Linked DNA regions of Sus scrofa: region 2 is linked to region 1. The links are chromatin contacts, called in public HiChIP or PLAC-seq maps. All regions are on one chromosome and are shown on one strand. Each heading gives the region's core, a stretch centred on a gene start, on an enhancer-like site or on the middle of the called end of the contact. The rest is flanking DNA. Distances are from core to core; before and after follow the strand shown. Region 1 has its middle 310 kb from the start of IRS1. Region 2 has its middle 180 kb from the start of IRS1.

Region 1 (2,798 bases), core at 269-2,768:
GTAAAGTCAGAGGGAACAAGTCAACCTCTTGCTGATTTCCATTATCTTATCTGCCACAGGTAGGCTATCCAAGTAGACATGGAGATGAGATGGTTCTTCTGGATAACTCGAAGGGATTCCCTTTGGAAGTGACAATGTTTTTGCAGTTTTATCATGCCTGAGCTAAATATAAGCACTGTATCTCATTACTTTTAATGTGGGGCTTTTGATATGTATGTAGGTATCATCTTTAAAATCCAGCAATGCCACTGCTGTTGGCTGATTAGTAGAAGAGGAATGCGAATTTTTCAAAAATGTTTTGATTCTGTTGACTCAATAAAGTTTTATTCTCTAGAGCTGTGCTGTCCAATATGGTGGCCTTAGCCATATGGGACTATGGAAATTCAATTAAAACCAAACAAAATGAAATTTTGATTATTGAGTCACAGAGGTCACATTTAAAGGGCTCAATATCCATTACTGCAGGAGGTCCTATTGGACAGCACAATTCTCAATAGAGAACACTTGATTTGATTAATATCTAATTTCCTCAGTCATTTGTCTGATTGTTGAAAAGGAAAGGTGGCAGGAAGGTTGAGATATGACAGTGGAGACATCCATACAGGGAAAACATTTATTTTCGTTCTAAGGGCCTCTTATTTTACAATGTTCTATTCCCACTGTAACTGTTCTTCTGTATAGTTTATACTCTGGTGATACCCTTCCTTGGGCCACTTCTCCCTGCATTTTTGGTCCTTGGCTCACTGCGTTCCTTGGAGCTCCAAGGGAGGTGTCTTTGCCTCTTGCTTCAGTGTATATGCCAGAACCTTTGTGAAAACTTCTCTGACCCCATCAAACCCCAAATTACCCTACATTTTTAAGTGCTCAAAGCATTTTACTTGTACCTCTATTACAGCATTTTCCCCTCTCAATTAAAGTTTTACGTGTCTTGGAGTTCCTAGTGTAGCACAGTGGGTTAAGGATCTGGTGCTGTCTCTGTGGCAGTGTGGGTTCAATCCCCAGCCTGGCACAGTGTGTTAAGGATCTGGTGTTGCCACAGCTGTGGCATAGGTCACAGCTGCGGCTCAGATTCCATTCCTGGCCTGGGAACTTCCATATGCTGTGGGTCTGGCTGTAAAATTTAAAATAAACAGACAATTAAATAAATAAATAAATGAATTTTACATGTCTAAGTCTCCCACTGGATTGTAAGCTTTTTGAAGAAAAAGAGGACCCGTCTCTCTCTCCCCTCCACAGCTTTTTATGCATAACTGCGTAACAAAGACTATAGAGAGCGAATTAAATTTCCTTTGGAGTGAGGAATAAAAAAAGCTGGCTGTTTGAAGTCAAGTGAGGGTTTGCCTAAAGACACACTGCTGGGGGTTGGGTAGGGTTGCAGAGGATGCAGGCAGGAGGAAGACAGAGCCAACCACGAGACAGCTAACCTTGTCTGGTCACAGACTTGAGAGGTGGCTGCAGGCTGGCCATGTTTCATAGGTCACAAAACACCACAGGGCATTCCTCCTGGCGGAGACCAACCCCAGGCAGCATGAGTCACTCTCTCCCAGAGCTCATGTGGCACTTAATCCATGTCTCTGCTCTATTCTGTGTCCTCAGGCCGGGAGCTTTTTGGTGTCAATGTCACTATCTCACCCTGTCACCCCTCCTCTCCACATGGTCTGCTCCATCCATTCTAGGTCCTAGGTCATACATTCCAGTAAGAGGTTCTCAGTAAATTGTGGCTGAATAAATCCAAATGGGGCTAAGAAATGAGTGAAAGATAGGTTCATTTGTGCCATATTTTAGATTCCACATGTAAGTGATATCATATGGTTTTTGTCTTTCTGACTGACTTCACTTAGTATGAGCATCTCTAGGTCCATCCATGCTATTGCCAATGGCTTTGTTTTGTTCAGGGACCTGTATTCATTCTCTTGGGATAGAAGATAATGGAAAACAGCATGAGAAAAAAGAAGGGATACATACGAATGACTGGGTCACTATGCTCTATATCAGAAATTGACACAACACTGCAAGTCAATTATACTTTAAAAAACAAAGGAAAAAAAGAAAAAAGAAAAAAAAAAACAAATGAGTGAAAGATCATCACAGGTAGAATGTGAAATGTGTAAGATGGTGGAGTACAAATAGGAGTGCGGCACGTGTTGCCAGAGATATTTTATTTATTTTTAAATAGCATGGGGTCTTTGGGTCATCTCCCCCATTTAACCCAGCCGTATCTTGGCATGCCTGGAATTCTGAATGAGGTTGGATCCATCATCACGTCTATTTTTCCCACAAAGAGCCTGTTTTAACTGGAGATAAAACTCTCTTTCTTCATCTTCAAAAGGACGCTCAAGACGTTTTGAAGAAAAATTCTCCCCTTTGACTTTTCTCTCTCCATGTTTCCTGGGGTCACTGTGGAGTGAATTTGGAGACTCAGGGCTGGAGTATGTGGAACCTGGAACTCTTGCCACGGTGGGAGGGAAGTTCATCAAAGCACACGTGTGGTCAAGGAAACTTAAAAATACAGCTGATTTCTCAAGGTGAAAAAAAATTCATTAAGCTTTCAATAAGCTGCTTCTTTCTGAAGAAATCAGTTGATTTACTTACCAAAAAACAAAAAAAGCTGCCAGCTGAGGAAAACGCAACGCACTCTTCCAAAAGGATCCTTTGAGTAGAAGGAACACGTAAATTCCAAGAAAATTTAGTTAGAAAGAACAGTTTATTCTCACTGGTGCCTTCTCATCACATCAGTATTTATTCCCCCCAAATGCCCTTTATTTATTCATTTTAAACCATTGGTGTCTACATGTTGG
Region 2 (2,878 bases), core at 57-2,556, 130 kb before region 1:
CTTAGGAAGTTCCAGAAAATGTCACAAATCAAACCTGGATCACAAGTAGAAAGTGGATTTTACCTTGTGAAATCAAAAACAAACAAAAATAAAATAAGAGACCAGGTCATTTCCGGTCAGAAAGGGGATTGAAACAAAAGAGTAATCTTAAAAAGAATACAGTTGTAAAACACACCTTAGGAAAGAAATGCAGTTTTTAAGAACTTGGTGGCTTATTGTCTGGCTTAGTCTCAGAGTCTTGGAATATACTATCCAATAAAGTCATTTTATACCTGCCTGGCTGAGTTTCTTATCTGTGAAATGGGACACCAAAACTGTTTGCTCTTTAACTGACAATAGCAACTTCACCTTCTGAAATTATTAGACAAATCTTTGCCTGTCAAATTAAAATATTCTCGTAACCCTCTTGTGCAAACAAGAGGATTTATCTTCAGCGAATTAGTACCTTCAGTCAGAGAGAGAAAATCTTTTTTTAGCATGCCAATAAAGATCAGCACCTAACTTAAAAAAATAAATAAATCAAAAAGGATTTCCCGGAAGTCTGAGAGGCTTGAATAAGGAATCGGTTTCTTTGTGATTTGGAATGATTTATTCTCAAACAATTCACCTTAGGACATTTTTCTCCAATTACCAAAGGTCTGGCAAGGGAGAATCTTGAGTGACATATTCAACAGAAGATCCTTTGGAAAGCTCTCCTAGTTCCTCTTTGGGATCCAACAAGGGGACAAAGTTAGAAACTAGGAAACATTTGCCTGGCTCCTCATCAGAAAAAGAGATATTTAATCCCATCTAGTATTACATGCAGCTTTGCTCAAAATAAAGCAGCTGCTTGGGAACCGATTTGAGCCCATTTCTATTTAAGCGGATCCATTTTTTGCGTGTGTATCTTCTTCAGCTGAATCTGACTTGTCAGGCTGAGAACATATGTGTGTGCCGTTCCAGAAAGAATGCACATTTATTTTCCTCCCATTTAATGTTTGAACATGATCACAGTCACCAGATGGGTCAGAAAAACAATGACAGCATGGTATAAATCTTCAGAGGGTTTATCAATCTGATTGACTTGAGAAGATAAAGTGGATTTTGCTAGAAATCCAATAAACTCCACCTCAAATAATAATAAGGGTTTGTGCCAATTTTCTCCTTTATTATACTCTCCACCCTTTTACTTTTTGTTCTCTTTTCTCTTTCACTTCCTTCACAGTGTAAGGATTGTTTTATTCTCTAAAGCTGTTAGGTGAGGCTAAATTCTTCTAGCCTAATTGGTCAAGGAAATTGGAGGGCATGTGTTGGAATGGAATTAGTACAGGGCTCAGATTCTTAGCACAGACTCTTCTTCCAAAACAAGCTCTACCTTCACTCCCCTGCAATGTCCTCCAGCCTTGGTTTCTTCGCCAAAAAAAAAAAAAAAAAAAAAAAAAAAAAAATCAAGGCTAACTTTTCCTGAGGTTGCGTGAGTTAGGTTATGAATATGAAGCCTCTAGTCCAAGAGAATGCCAATTACTCCTTTGGATACTCAAAATTAGATTTGTCAGCCAGAAGTACATTCTCTTTAAGGAGGCAGGAATTGTTTCCAAGAGGAAAGAAATGTTCTTTACCAAAGACCTTTGATAGTACATAGAATTTAACCTGTATTCTCTAATGGTACTATGGCCTGGTTGTAGGAATACAACTAGGATATATTCTCTGGATATATTCAATTTGCTCTTGTTTACTAATCAGAAAATTGCAAGTCATATCTCTACCTGTAATGTTAGGCAACATCAAACTCCAGAATTCTCTTTCGTTCCAAAGTGAGGCTTTAGATATCTGATTCTTAAAAAATAACAGGTTGGGTCTACCAGATGGGTCCTGTTGAAATCTACCAGAGTTCCCAGTAAATGTACTCCCCACAGCAAGTCTAGCAGATAGAGATTTTTCAAATTAACATACTGAAGACATCTGGAGTCAAAAAGCCTTCATTTTGGCCACGGAATTTAACAGCTGCCAAGATAAAAGTTTTCAATCAGGTCACTATTCTTTATGGGGATTAGAGACCAGAACATAGGAACAAGTAAGGAACAAGCTAGGACTTGAAGAGGGATTGGTCACCACTGGATGTCTTTTGGCAGGTAATGAGGTGATCATTCTGGCAGATAGTGGGAGGGAGAGTTGAGAATAAAAGTAGGAGGCTATTATAGTGTATAGGTAAGAGATATTTGTGTCTTTTGCTAGGGAATGGCCATAGAGATGGAGGGAAAAAAAAGGATTCAGTATATATTTTTGAAGTAGCCTTTGAATAGAGTGTGCTAATGGGTTGGCTATTGGGAACAGAAGCAATGAGACCAAGAGAGAAATCAAGGATGACTCCTAGGTTTTGAGTTTGTCCACATAGGGGGTGGTGGGTACCATGGAGCATGGATGGGGAGAAACTGCTTGGGGATCAAAACCACAGATATTATTTCAGCTGTGTTAGTTTAACCCTAATGATGCCCATTAAAATTTGATATGAATCAACAGTATAATTAGTGAAAGGACAACTTATAAGAGGTAAGTTCTCTTTTGTTGAAGAACAGGTTACTGAATATCAGGTGCAAAGGGAAACCTAACTTATAGAGAAAATGTAGTATATAACTCTGAGGTGACCTGGCCCTTTTCCTTCTTTCCACATCTCTCAGCTCCTCCTTTTGGATGCCCTTCCCCTTGCCCTGTGTTTCCCGGAGACTGCCTAGAGCTTGTGAAGTTGTCCTCTTATCACTTCCCCTACCGTGCTATGTTGTCTTAATCTCCATTCATTCCAGTGCCTGGCACAGAGTTGATAATCACAGAAAGTTTAAGTGAAGAAGTGAATAAATGAAGGTATGTTGAGGGCCCTAGATCTCCACATCTGGCCAAGGGC

What was found. HiChIP or PLAC-seq counts read pairs in DNA pulled down with a chosen protein or histone mark.
Region 2: a contact with region 1 is called in an H3K27ac HiChIP or PLAC-seq map of skeletal muscle. The contact joins two enhancer-like sites.

Annotation. Positions count from the first base shown.
Region 1 is chr15:127,995,866-127,998,663 of Sscrofa11.1, reverse strand. No RefSeq gene overlaps it. Among named protein-coding and RNA genes, the nearest start is that of IRS1, 310 kb to the left of the region's middle. Within about 2 kb of position 1,518, at least 6 of the 83 cell types and tissues checked have an H3K27ac peak or open chromatin away from gene starts, as enhancers often do. A contact at or near this core is called in skeletal muscle, where this site is marked.
Region 2 is chr15:128,129,234-128,132,111 of Sscrofa11.1, reverse strand. No RefSeq gene overlaps it. Among named protein-coding and RNA genes, the nearest start is that of IRS1, 180 kb to the left of the region's middle. Within about 2 kb of position 1,306, at least 2 of the 83 cell types and tissues checked have an H3K27ac peak or open chromatin away from gene starts, as enhancers often do. A contact at or near this core is called in skeletal muscle, where this site is marked.